Regions from separate parts of the Mus musculus genome. Here region 2 is linked to region 1. A link is a contact called in public HiChIP or PLAC-seq data. All regions are on one chromosome and are shown on one strand. The core of a region is the stretch at or near the end of the contact, and the rest is flanking DNA. Distances in the headings are between cores, read along the strand shown.

What was found. HiChIP or PLAC-seq counts read pairs in DNA pulled down with a chosen protein or histone mark.
Region 2: a contact with region 1 is called in an H3K27ac HiChIP or PLAC-seq map of embryonic stem cells, with 11 read pairs. The contact joins the enhancer-like site here to the promoter of Dglucy in region 1. A contact is called at or near these places in 1 of 39 promoter capture datasets (macrophages), 1 of 15 datasets of contacts at CTCF or cohesin (the NIH/3T3 cell line), 2 of 484 Hi-C or Micro-C datasets (myocytes and nephron progenitors), 7 of 115 datasets of contacts at active chromatin or transcription factors (the 230-238 cell line, the HPC-7 cell line, the SCID.adh cell line and 4 more) and 4 of 9 other capture datasets (adipose tissue, embryonic stem cells, liver and 1 more).

What each region holds. Positions count from the first base shown.
Region 1 is chr12:100,775,147-100,781,947 of GRCm38.p6, reverse strand. Dglucy (D-glutamate cyclase) reads right to left here and starts at 2,891. Exons shown (of 13, transcript NM_145448.5): 1 at 2,638-2,891. It overlaps Gm40558 (a long non-coding RNA gene), which reads right to left. Exons shown (of 3, transcript XR_872933.1): 3 at 4,203-4,234.
Region 2 is chr12:100,813,629-100,820,429 of GRCm38.p6, reverse strand. All of the region lies in intron 1 of Dglucy (D-glutamate cyclase), which reads right to left. Among named protein-coding and RNA genes, the nearest start is that of Dglucy, 38 kb to the right of the region's middle. Within about 2 kb of position 3,344, at least 5 of the 459 cell types and tissues checked have an H3K27ac peak or open chromatin away from gene starts, as enhancers often do. A contact at or near this core is called in embryonic stem cells, where this site is marked.

The DNA.
Region 1 (6,801 bases), core at 1,642-4,141:
AGCAATTTGGCAGATATCCTAGAAAGCCTGTAAAAATCTGTCAGGGAGAGGGGTACGTTTGGATTTCTACATCTGTCATCCTTTACTGAAGAAGGGAGATTGAATTGAAATAGACTGGATGCGTTCAGTCCTCTGTACCTGGTGTGGGCTTGCGGTGCACACCACATCCATACACACATACATACGCACACATGTGCACAGAGGTTTGTGGGACCGTGGGCCGTGCCAGGAAACTTGGTAAGGTTAAGTGGGTTGGAAGCCCTGGAACCCAGAGGGGTAGATAGGAGCTTTACTTGCTTCCTACCCCGCCCCTGTCACGTGACCATCCTCCCTCCTTAGTCAATAAGTTTTTCTTCCTGGATATCTCTGATTAACCTCCAGGAGGTGGAATGCACCCATTTTCCACAATGAACAACCAATACACAGTTTGGAACCAAGGACTGTCTCTTTCTTCAAGAACAGCTGTGGGGAGCACGGAGAAAACCTTTGTCTACAGAGCCTCATGGCTTAAGTGTCCCACAGAAGGCCCCTCTGCTCACCGCTAAGCACCACCACCGAACTAAGCTGGCGTTCCCCTTTCCCCGGCCCAGGACTCCTCAGCCCAAGGGCACAATTCTGTTCCCACTTCCCCTTGACCCAGCAGTGTCTAGATGTCCAGAAGTTTAGGAGCCCCTGGCCCTGTGGAGCCCCCGCCACACCTTCTGTTCCAGGCTCCTCTGCGTGGTTTCCAGTGGCGACTGGACACCCAGGAGTCAGGGAACTCCAGCTTTGGACTCCACATCTTAGGTTGTGTTTTCCCACCCCCTGAGCGATGTATCGGCGCGTCCCTCAAATCTAGCACCCAACAGTAGGTGTAGGGTAAATGCAGTCTTCAGTCTCCATGTTTCACCTGCCCAAGTGGTGTTCCCACGCCCTAGCAGCTGGGCAAAATGCGAAACCACAGAGGTTCTCGATTGAAAAGAATCCTTATTAGAAAGACCAGGAGGAGCAGCAATCTGCCATAGCCATGGGAATTCACCAAGTCTAGAAACAAGGGTGGCACAAGGAATTCAAAGGTTCCCAATTCAAGTGAGCAGGGGACTTTAGCTGCGTGTTGACACAGGAGTCCTATGTGACAGATCTTTCAGATATGCCCACGAACTTCCCCAGGGTTTCTTATTTACCCACACATATACATCACGCCAGGTCAAGGACCACCAGTTGAGCTCCTGGGATTCAGTCCCCATGACAAAAGGAACAGCTGAGTTTTTAAGGTTGTTCTTATATGAACTGCTATTGGAGGCTTGGTTCCCTGTAGGCAGTGTTTAGGGGCAGGACCTGTGGGAGGGAATTACATCCTGTGCGCTTGGACCTCAGCAGTGGGCTTTGGGAGGTGGTGGAAACCCCTGAAAGTTAGGCCTCTTTGGAGGAAGTTGGTACTTGGGGGTGGGCTAGGGATGGGCTGTTGTATTTCAGACCCGTCCTCGCTTGGCCCCGTTCTCGCTGAGACCCGTCCTCGCTTGGCTTTCCTGGCTGCTACGAGTTGAGCTGCTTCCCTCTCCCACCTGCTTCAGCCATGTTGAAAGATCCTGGAAACGGCCAGGTCAAAGGGCTATGGACTGGATGGATGGAACCTTTGACATCATAAGCCCAAATAAACTTTTCCTCCTTAACGTTGCTGCTCATGTCAAGGGTCTTGTTATATGAATGGGAAGCTAACACAAAAATTCTTTATCGGAATGTGTGCAAGCCCAGTCTAGCTTTCAGCTGGTTCTATCCTGCCTTGTCTTTCTGCCTCAGTTTCCCCCATCTGTTTAGTGGATGCTGCTTTCCTTCTGCTTCTTGCTCCTGGCTTTATTTCCCCCTCCTTTGACAGTGTTTAGCTACTTTGAAGGAACAACGCTCGCTCCTTCTGGACCAATCAGTGCCAACATGCTGCCTCCTGCCCTCCCTAGCACACATACATGTTCATGAAGTCAGGAAGATGGCTGTTAACGAACCCCTAGGTTAATCACACAGATAGGAAGAGACTTCCCAGAGTCACAGGGCTCTGCCTTCTGCACAGGTCAGAGGGTTTGTTCCCCCAGCCACCTATGACAAGAGAGCCTTGGCTCCCGCAGTGGGGACTGAAGCAAGCTCTCAATGTGAGTTTGCCTCACCTTCAGCAATCATCCCTCAAAAGCAGAGAGAGGCACCTCGAGCCCTGTGGTTATCTGGCCAACACCCCTAGGCCTGCATTGGCTTGGTCTGTCCTCCCCTCATGCCAGCCCTGAAGTCTCTGCCACTAGCTTCATTTCCTCCTCCCTAGCAGGTTGTGGCCCAAAGTTGGCAGCCACTCAAAGCCTATGATTTCAATTTCCCCTTCTTTGCTTTCTCATGATCTTGGGGTTCTCAAGGTCTGGAAGGTGTCCTGAAAGGCCATCCCAGGAGGGTAGAGAAGCAATTCCACAACTCATGGTCCCCAGTGTCATATGCAGAGATTTGACTTTCAAGGGGAGGCCCTGGTGGCTTCTAGCAGAAAGCCTGTTAACTGATTTTGGCTTATAGCCCCCTGGAGCAGTTTCCTCAAACGCTTGGGCTGGGATAGGGTAGGGTGGGGTGTGTGGATGTTGCCTAGGGCAGAGAACTATGCCGCGTTCACGTTCCCTGCTGACTTACTGTTGGTTTGAGATGTCTGGACTAGAGTCCACACACAATTCTTCCTTTTGTTTCCTCAGCCTTGCAGAGCGAGCTTCCTTCTGAAAGGCATAAAGCTCTCTTTCTTCAGCTCACAGGGGCTTCTGGGGCTGCCTGTCGCCACCGCCACTGCCACCAGCTTGCTCTGCCCGGCTCAGTCTCTGATCTACATGCCTGGGCACAGCCCCAGGCACCACTGGCTGCTACAGCTCTGCTACCCTGCAGCCAATGCTCTCAAGGCCTGTACTGGGGTGGAGACTTCCATGGCAGGATGCCAGTCCTGGTTCTTAAAGTCACAGAGCCCTCTAAGGTTACTTCCCTTTGCGGGAGTTTCTTGCTTTCCCCGGGCAGCAAGGAAGCATGACACAAAGGCATGGCCATGATGATTGGAAAACCTGCTGCAGCAGGGTGGAAGTCCCAAAAATTCTAATGTCACAGACCTAGGAACTCACGTAAGCCCTGAGGAGTTTCACAACTACCCTGGTAATTCCCGTGTGAAGCCAGACTGGGATTGCTGTCTGTGCTGTCCAAATGTCAGACTGCACTGGGTCATTTGAGGTACAGGCGAAAATGCAGGTGTTGACCCGAGCGAGAGTCAGGCTCTTGCAGATCAATGGCTGCTAGCCCTGGGGCTGTGCTGGGTTAGGCAGGGTAAGTTGCTCTCCAGCATTCAATGTTCCCTGGACTCATCTGAGATAATAGGAACGCAACACTAGGCCAGTCTCTAGCACTCAGACTATGCTTGAAAGACACGGGCAGGCCTGTGGGGGTTTTTCCTCCCTTGGTCTGAATGCTTCCTCTGAGGAAGAGCAGGTTCTGCTTTCTCTTGCCTCAAAGCTTTCAGGACTTCCCTTCAGAGCCAGCCTTAATCCCAACCACACAAGGTTCTAAAGCAGATGGTGCCAGCCAGTCTCTGTGGTTTCACCTTCCCTACCGCTCCCGAGCCTCATACCCCAACCCCAGCACAAACCACACACGTAAGCACAGTGCAGGTCCTTTTGGTGCCAGCCTTGGCATGTCTCTTCTTGGGTCACTTTTCTAATTCTTTTTCTCCAGTTGGTTAACTTCTCCCCCTCCTGGAGGAATTGGGATGGGTGTGCCTTGCCCTTTGTTATAAGACAGAGAGAAGACACCATCTGCACCCCACGACCACCACCAAAACCAAAAACCCAGACTTCCACAGGATACTTGAATCCACTGGCACCTTGATCTTACTTAGCCTTCCCAGTCTTGACTTGTGAGAAATAAATTTCTGCTCTCTACAAGCCATCCAGCTTGTGGTATTTTGTCATAGCAACCTGAATAAATGGAGACAAAGACATTGTGCTGAGTGAAATAAGGAGAATGTCTTAGTTAGGGTTTTACTGTGAACAGATACCATGACCAAGGCAGCTCTAATAAAGGACAACATTTAATTGAGGCTGGCTTACAGGTTCAGTCATTATCATTAAGGCAGGAGTATAGAACCATCCAGGCAGGCATGGTACAGGAGGAGCTGAGAGTTCTACATCTTCGTCCGAAGGCTTCTAGGAGAAGACTGGCTTCCAAGCAGCTAGGATGAGGGTGTTAAAGCCCAGGCCTACAATGACACACTTCCTCTAATAAGGTCACAACCCCTCCAACGAGGCCACACCTCCAAATAGTGCCACTCCCTAGACCAAGCATACTCAAACCACCACAGAGGAGTCCATAATTCTACCTGTAATAAGGTACCTAAATCAGCCAAGGTCATCACTGGGACAAAAAGTAAACCAGTAGATAGGAAGGTGTGGAGGAGTTACCGTTTAATGGGTCCAGACTTCAGTATAGGATAATGAAAAGGTTCTGGAGCTGGACACAGTGACAATGGTTATGAAACACTGTGGATGTAACTCAGGCAATCAAGCTGCCATCATACAATAGCTTATTAGATATCTAAATTTTAAGGACACGCCTAACCTGTACCCCTCAGGAGGTGATGGTTTGCAGACGGCAAATGTCCAAGGCCTGAGGCATGTGTCCTTTCCACTTTTCTAGAGGCTTAAGGATGAGACTCGGAACTCCAGAAAGTAAGACTGTGTGGTTGACCAGAGATGCAAAGAATGCCAAATATTTACAGATGGATTCTTTGGCGGATGTGACGATGTAGGCAAAAGTTCTAAGGGGGAGAAATATCTCAACACTCAGTGTCAGAGTACACTCTGTAGGGAGAGCAATTGCCTACATCAGAGGAATGTAAAGGTACAGTCAGTTTACCTAGAAGTCTCCTTGCAAAAAATTGAGTAGCATTAAAATCTGGTAACAATCGCATGCTCACTATTGTAAGGTTAGGTGATTAGAAGGGGTCAATGGGAGATAGAAGTAAGAATTCAAGACTTTTTTTTCCCCCTCAAACCTAATTAGACAGGAAGATTCTAGACGCCATCATGCCTTTATTTTCCTCCAAATTCCTATGTTGAGACACCAACCTTCCATGCAATGGAATTTGAGGAAGCACTTAGGGCTAGATGGGCTCCTGAGCATGGGTCCTTCTGTGATGGTGTTAGTGCCTTTGTCAGGAAAGATACCAGAGAGCTTCCCTTCTTAACCACATGAACACCATCCACATACCACCACCACCACCACCACCAATCACAGCCTGATAGCCACTATATACTCTGATCTTCCTCTGTCTCAGGGCTTTCCCAACCAGCAGTCAATACCTCCCAGTGACAGCGCAACCCTAGGGCCAAAGCAGAGAGCAGGGCAGGGCTTCCTGTACCCACTCTGTAAACCTTCCTGCTTTTCCAGTGCCTGATGGCACCTGCCAGGCACTCTCCCCTGTGGGCTAGGCTCATTTCCCTCAGACTTGTAGAAAGGCTAAGCAGTCTGTCTCCAGTCTTGTGAATCCAGCCACTCTTGAGTCTCTTCAGGTGTCAGAGCCAAGGAGATAATGGTTCCTGCTGGAACAGGGTCCACGTGACGGGAGATATATGTGTGTTTGTACAAGTGTGCTTATGTGCAAGGGACCCAGGGTTTGCCATTTTCCAAAGTTCATTTCTTAGCCACAAATAATGCCCACTGGCACGGTAGCGCTTCCTGTTTTTCACAAATTAGTCATAGTAAAAACAGAAGGAGGCAAAGCCAGGCGGTTACTGAGTCTGTTTGCCTGTGGGGAATGCTGAGTTCCTCATGGTGTAGGGCAGGCAGAGGAGACCTGAGGAAGGCAGGGGTAGCCAGCTTCCTTCTGCACCCGCTGCTGGCCCCGTGCCTCAGGCTCAGCCTGTTCAGTGAATTTCCTGACTGCCCTTTGCTCTCTGCCTTCTTCCCACCTCTCCACTGCCTCCACGCCACTCATCCCCAAATGGTGTCCTGCTTATATCATTTATTTGCTCCAGAACCTCCAATGGTCTTTGTACTGACCAAAGAGTCAAGTCTAAAGACTGAACCAGGCCTTTCTCTGGGGACTCTGACCATGCCCATACCAGCTCTGCTTCACAGGGCCAAGAGGGCACTAAACAGTTCAGTAACCATACATGATAAGACCAAGTTTTAAAAAGCCAAAGTTCATACAAAAAGCTCCATGGTGACAAAATTGTAACTATGGACAGAGGTGTCCCCACGTCACATTCTGTTCTTCTGTTCTCTTCACAGAGCTTCCTGGCTGGGCCAGCTTGGACCTCCTTCTCAGGTGGTACCACCTCATCTCAGAAAACTCTCTGTGCCTCTGCTCACACAGACCTTTCTGTCTTTTGGCTCCATTCATTTCTTAAACCTTCCTTGCCATCATCTGCTGTCTGGGTTCTAGTTCATGTTGTCCTTTGAGAACTTTCAAACTCCTTTAGCAGTGGCAGCTGAGAGGGTTGGGGTGTAACTCAGTAGCAGAGTAGATGATTAGCCTGCTTGAAACCTTGGGCTTGATTCCCAGCACAGCAAGGGAGAAAAAGGAAAGGTGGGAGGGAGGGAGGGAGGGAGGGAGGGAGGGAGGGAGGGAGGGAGAGAGAGAGAGAGAGAGAGAGAGAGAGAATATTCTAGGAAGGACAGATGTCTAGGCTGGTATGTAGCTCATGAGTGGATGCTTGCCTAGCATGCATGAAGTCCTAGACTTGATTCTCACCACCACATAAGCATGTCTGGTGCTGTATACATGTAATCCTAGCACCAGGAGGTAGAGGCAGGAGGATCAGA
Region 2 (6,801 bases), core at 2,095-4,594, 38 kb before region 1:
GAGAGGTGTATTTAAAAGCGACTTGAGAGCTTTGGTTTAATTGCTGCAAACAAAGAGGACACAGAGAAGAGAACAGTTAGTCCTAGCTGGGCTGGAGAGCAGGAGGGGTCAGGTGAGGTTAGATTCCAGGCCCCAGTGGAAGGCAAAGCTGAGGCCCAAGGCAGCTGCTCTGGCAGGTTGAAGTAGTGCTTGCAGGCTGGAAGGGCAGGCCTGACTCCTGGCCAAGCAGCTGTCAGCTACTGAGATCCTAAATGTCTCTGGTTCCCAGAGTCACTGCAGAGGGCTTAACACCTCTGTCTGTCTCTCAGTAAAGGCCAAAGACAGAACTATCCTGCAGCCACATGGGAGATGGCAGTCAGAGCCTCTGGTTTCAGTTCCATGTATAGCTGGAGGATGAAGGACTGTGTATTAAACCCCACTGAAGGAGACATCTGTGCATGCAGCTGACAGTGAGTAAAAGCTGAGCTAGCCATCAGCTATAGCTTTAGTCCATCACCTGAGGCATGTTTTCCTCCTTCCCTTTATCTATTGTGTTCATAGAAATATAAGTGGATAAGTCAGGCACATGCAGGTGGTGGCGCACACCTTTAATCACAGCACAGGAGGCAGAGGCAGGCAGATCTCTGAGTCTGAGGCCAGCCTGGTCTACAGAGCAAATTCTAGGACAGCCAGGGCCATGCTGAGATGCCCTGTCTTGAAAAACAAAAAGCCAACAACAACCATCCTACCAAAATAAATAAATAAAAGTGGACCCTCAGTTGATTTCCCAACCCTGAGATAAATATGGGTAGATAGAAACCTGTCCTGCACATGGCAGGTTTGTCATGTGTGTGTTCAGTAAGAAGGAAAAAAAAGGTAGCCTCCCATCTGGCATCTAGCTTCCAATTTTAGGGGATATTCCCTGAACAGAGGTTAAACAGCTAGAGACGGTCTGCTCATAACAAATGATAGCAGTTGCCACCGTCTCTGGGCACCCACTATGCGTCAGGCACCATCTATTGGCTATTTATAATAGCCCCTAAAGAAAGGCACACTTAAGCTCTTTGTGGACAAGGAAACAGAGGCCAAGGGAGGTCCAAGAAGTTACATAAAGTCCATAATTCATGGGTAGAGAACAAATCCAAACCCGATTTAAGTCTATGAGTGACTGCTAACTACCTATCCACATCTATGTATTTATACATCTATGTAATCATACATTCATCCACCCATCATTCACCCATCCATCCAACCATCATCCATCCATCATCTACCCATCCATCCATCATCCATCCATCATCCATCCATCATCCATCCATCCATCATCCATCCATCATCCATCCATCCATCCATCCATCATCCATCCATCCATCCATCATCCATCCATCCATCCATCCATCATCCACCCACTCATCCATCCATCCATCCATCCATCATCCATCCATCCATCCATCCATCATCCATTCATCCATCCATCATCCATCCATCCATCCATCCATCCATCCATCATCCATCCATCCATCATCCATCCATCATCCATCCATCCATCCATCCATCCATCATCCATCCATCCATCATCCATCCATCATCCATCCATCCATCCATCCATCATCCATCCATCCATCCATCATCCATCCATCCATCATCCATCCATCCATCATCCATCCATCATCCATCCATCATCCATCCATCCATCATTCATCTACTCATCCATCCATCCATCATCCATCCATCCATCACCCATCCATCCACCCACTCATCCATCCATCCATCATCCATCATCCATCCATCATCCATCCATCCATCCATCATCCATCCATCCATCATCCATCCATCATCCATCCATCCATCATCCATCCATCCATCCATCCATCCATCACCCACTCATCATCCATCCATCCATCATCCATCCATCCATCATTCATCTACTCATCCATCCATCATCCATCCATTATCCATCCCATCCATAGTACATCAGTATATTTTAGCATCTCCCTCTCTCTCTCTTTTGGAGAACAAACTATTAAATCCACAAATATTATTCTCTAGCATCAAAGATCCTAAGACTGAACCGTTGTAATTAGGTCCTGATTCTTCTTCCCTGTTCCATACTCCCAAAAATAAGACTCAGACTCAAAATATATTCACAAATATCTTGGCCATATATCTAGGCTCTTCTCTGGCTAGAATCATAATTTAAGATAACCCATTTATTTTAACCTACATTCTGCTAAGTGGCTGGTTACCTGTTGGTATGCTCTTACCATACAACTGTCTTGTTACATCTTCCCATGCCTGCTCTATTCCAGAGTGCCACCTTTATTTCCTGGCTAAGTCCTAGGCCACAGGCTTTTGAATTGACAGGAGATGCAATGCCACGCTCTCCAGTCAAGTCAGCGTGACAGGCTGAGGCTTGAAAGCTACTCATGAGGCAAAAGAGTTTCACAGAAACTCACTCCTGGAGTCTGGTGTTCTCTCTAACCCATACATTAATTTTCTATTCCCGAGTTAGTCTAGTGTATGGATCCACTTGCTCTCTTTTAGTATTACCCTATTATAAGTGCATTTTAAGCTTGAATTCTGACATAGCTAAAGCCAGTGTTCCAACAGTCCTAGAACGTCCTTGAGCTAGACAGTGACATTCAGAATAGCCTCTGGTATTACACTATCACTTAGAATAAAAGCCAAGTCGCTCCCATATGCAGGAATTTACAATGGTTTAGGAAGTAGATCGGGCTGTGGTTTTAAAGTATTGCATTATTCATGAGATGGTTAGCTAGAACCAAGACTTGGGTGTGAAAGCCCTTGCCCTAGGAGAGTAAAGACCTCACACCTGGCTTCTAAGACTATAGCTGAGTTACACCCATACACACGTATTTACAATGGCCTAAGGAGAAGGTGGACTATACAATAGACTAAAATAGGAACTATGGCAAGCGCATGAAGCCCTTGACCCTGGCTTCTAAGATTAAGTGAATCTTAGGTGGAGCCCTTGCTGATCCCAGTTGTTAACAATGAATTCTATCCCAGGTGGTTCCCGTTAGACCTTCTGTGTTTGCATTCCTCTGTTTTATGTAAGAATCCAGTAACCTCTTTGTACCTTGCTGGTATGTCACCCAACTTCCTTATTGTCTTCTGCATAAAAAGTCTGATGCTGGATTTGACATTACATTCAGATACTACACAACCTCTCCTGTGTGCATCTGTCTATCAATTCATCCGACGCTTTGCCCACCCGAGACTAGAGACCCGTTCCACGAAGACAAAGGGGCCCAGAGAGTCTGTGGCAATGCAATATGTACAATACATAAGCTATTCTCTCTACACTGAGCCCCAAAGACAACCACCCTCTCAGCAGAATCTGACACACCCCAACTCCAGAGTAAACAGATCTGGTCCACTCTTATGGTAGATAACTGAAATTCCACCTTCATGGAGCCACCCCTTTGCTTTATTCAGTTCTAGGAATTCATCCTAAGATATTTTCAAAGAGCAAATAAAATCCCAGAGTGCATTAGCAGTGCTGTTTGTCATATAAATAATTTAGAAACAACTAAGTAGAAGCTAATTGAACACATCCAGGTTTGGTTATATTGAAGATTATATGTGTGGTATTTGTCTTGTCTTTTTTTTTCCCCCTGCTATAACAAATACCCGAAACTGAGTAGCTTATTTAAGAAAAAAAGTATATATACATAATTTTAGTAGTCAGGTATAGTGGCACATGTCTTTAGTCTCAGCATTTAGTGGGCTGAGGGAGGAGTATGGTCAATTTAAGGCCAGACTGGACTACATAATGAGTGTGAGGCCAGCCTGGTCTACAGTATGAGTTACAGAACAGCCAGGGCTACACAGAGAAATCCTGTCTCCAAAACCCATTAAAAAATACAAATTAAAAACAAACAAACAAAACCTAACAACTATTGGGCACACATTCAAACCACATCCAGACCAGGAAATGTCAGATCACTTAACTATTTTTTAAATGAGCTAAGTCTTTAATTTTTTTTATCTCACTAGTCCTAAAATGAGGTATCTCTTTGTGCCTCATCTAAAACAATTTCTCCAACATATGAAGGAATCTATGTACAAGTGCACCACCCATATCCAAATCCATATAGGCCAACTCTGGAAGGGTAGACATGGAGGTGATGGAGGAGGGGGAGGAGTTGAACATGGGAGTCCCATTCGTGGAGAGGTTGATTTGTTTTCCCACACATCCCTAGGTCTGTCCTGGCCTCCATCTGCTCTTAAGCCTCCCTCTTCATCCAACTCCAGGGAGCCAGAGTCACTCAGGAGAGCCTTCCCTACTCATCTGAACATTTCACACTCTGCCAGAAATCCAGAGCTTCCACTGTTCTCTCAGAGAGCATGCCCCCTCCTCTCCATCTCTGTATCAACTGAGGGGTGTTGGGAACACTGAAGAAGGGACCAAAGAGGTGTCTTTCTTAGTGCTCTACTGCTGTGAAGAGACACCATGACCATGGCAACTCTTATAAAAGAAAACAGTTATTGGAGCTGGCTTACAGTTTCAAAGGTTTAGTCCATTTTCATCATAGCAGGGAGCATGCAGCACGCAGGCCGGCACTGTGCTGGAGAAGTAGTGGAGAGTTCTACAGCTAGATCCTCTGGCAGCAGAAGGGGAGAGACTCTGGGCTTGGAGTGGGCTTTTGAAACCTCAAACCCACCTTCAGTAACACACTTCCTCCAACAAAGCTACACCTCCTACTTCTTTCAAATAGTGCCATTTCCTAGTAACAAAATATTCAAATCTATGAGTCTAGGTCGGTCATTCTTATGTAAACCACCATAGTGACCTAGAGTGTGCTCTGAAGTGGAGATGGATGGAGAAATATTTGTGATCCAATCCTAAATTCTTTCTCATAAACTATCTACAATTTATATGTAGACAAATTGCACTAGTGTTCAAGCACAGTACATTACCCATCCACCTATACCTCTATCCATTCATCCATCAATACATCTATCCATCCACTCATTTATCCACCCATCCGTCCAAACACCCACCCATCCATCCATCTATCCACCCTCTCATCTATCCACCCACTCATCTCTCCACCCACCCATCCATCCATCCACTCACCCATCCATCCATCCATCCATCCATCCATCCATCCACCCACCCATCCATCCACTCATCCATCTATCTATCCATCCATCCATCCATCCATCCATCCATCCATCCATCAACTCACCTACCCACCCACCCATCCATCCATCTATCCATCCATCCATGAAACATCATGGTGAAAGTGCAAACCAAGAGCAAGTTGGTATCTCGACCTAGCTATCGTGAATCATTGACCTCTCTGTTTGTTTTCTCATGGGACTACTAATACTATGAACCTCAGTAGTTGTGCTCAGCCCTAATGAGTTAGCACATGTGAAGTTCATGGGTCACTTCATGGCCTGGCTTCCATTTAGCCTTGCAGAAGTGTTTCCTTCATTTGTTACTCTATGTGCAATGTGCTGGAGACACTGTGGTAATAATACAGCCACAGCCCACGCCCATAGGGATTTACCAGCCCAAGAGACAGACATTAAACACATAATTACCATCAGCCTGTCTCCTGTGGAGAGGAAAAAAGTAAACAGTTAACTACAACACAATGTACTTAGCATTCCTAGGCTATACCGACTAGGGCTAGAAAAGGAGCTGAGTCCAAAGAGATGAATAAGGGGTTTCTTGGGTAAAAGCGAAAGACCTTTTCAGCCCATGGACAGAAGGGACAATGGTAGGGAAGCTCATGGAGGGATCCAACGTTCTGTGCATCTGTAAGGGACATAGGTAGGGAGTGGCAAAAACAGGGGTACCAGCACACAGCGGGAACCCGACACACAGGAAGCCTTCACTCTGTATCTCCTGCCAAGGGCTATGGGTACAGAAAATATCACTCACTAGGACCCCAGAGATGAGGCAGACAGAGAGGCAAGAGAGAGGCCATGAGGCTGAGAAGCCCAAGGTAGCACATCTTTCACAGAGAAAGCAGTGGTTCACAGGGGTCAAGGGCTATAAAGTGTAGCAAGCCTTCACTGGGATATGACATGCTCTTTCCCACACTATCATGCTCTGCCAGCAACAAGCGCAGAGGACCCTTACATTTATGTAGGACTGTATCTGGGACCTCAGGGGGCACACAAGAAATCAGAGATGAAGTCCATTTCCTGGATGCTTGTAGTCTAGGCTGGAAGACTTGTTTACAAGAACTAAGCATTTTCAGTGTTAAAAACTCCGCTTCTGGTTTCCATAGCTGTCCCCTGGATCAGTTCCCCAGAGTCCCTCCATGTGACAATGGAGGAACAGAATGAGTAGGTGTTCAGACCTTGTCTCTCTACTCATTAATTTCTGTGGTGGGCGGTGCTCAGTGTTTGCCAAGAGAGTTGCTGGTGGTAGCCTAAATACAACTGCAAATTTGCAAAATAAATGTTGCTGTAAGGAAGAAGGCATCCTAACTGTACAAACATTTCATTAGAAATGTCATGATGATAACAAAGACAAAAGATCAGGGAAATGCTGGCAGTCATAATTAGCATTTGTTTGTTTAATAGGTCAGATGCAAGTGCTCCCAATATGAAGAGAATCATTAACAAACAAATATTTCCCATCATCGAGACAAACGCTTGTTCCTTCGCCTTCCCGTTAGGTGAAGCCTTAGGGTGGGACAGAGAGGGACAGGAGCCAAAGGTTGGATTTTGGGAACAGGAAGTCACAGTGAACCAAAGCAGGGTGTCAGTGCCCAAGTAGGATGAGGCGCCAAGTCTAGGGAAGATGGCCTGGGCTTAGGTGTCTCCACTTCACAG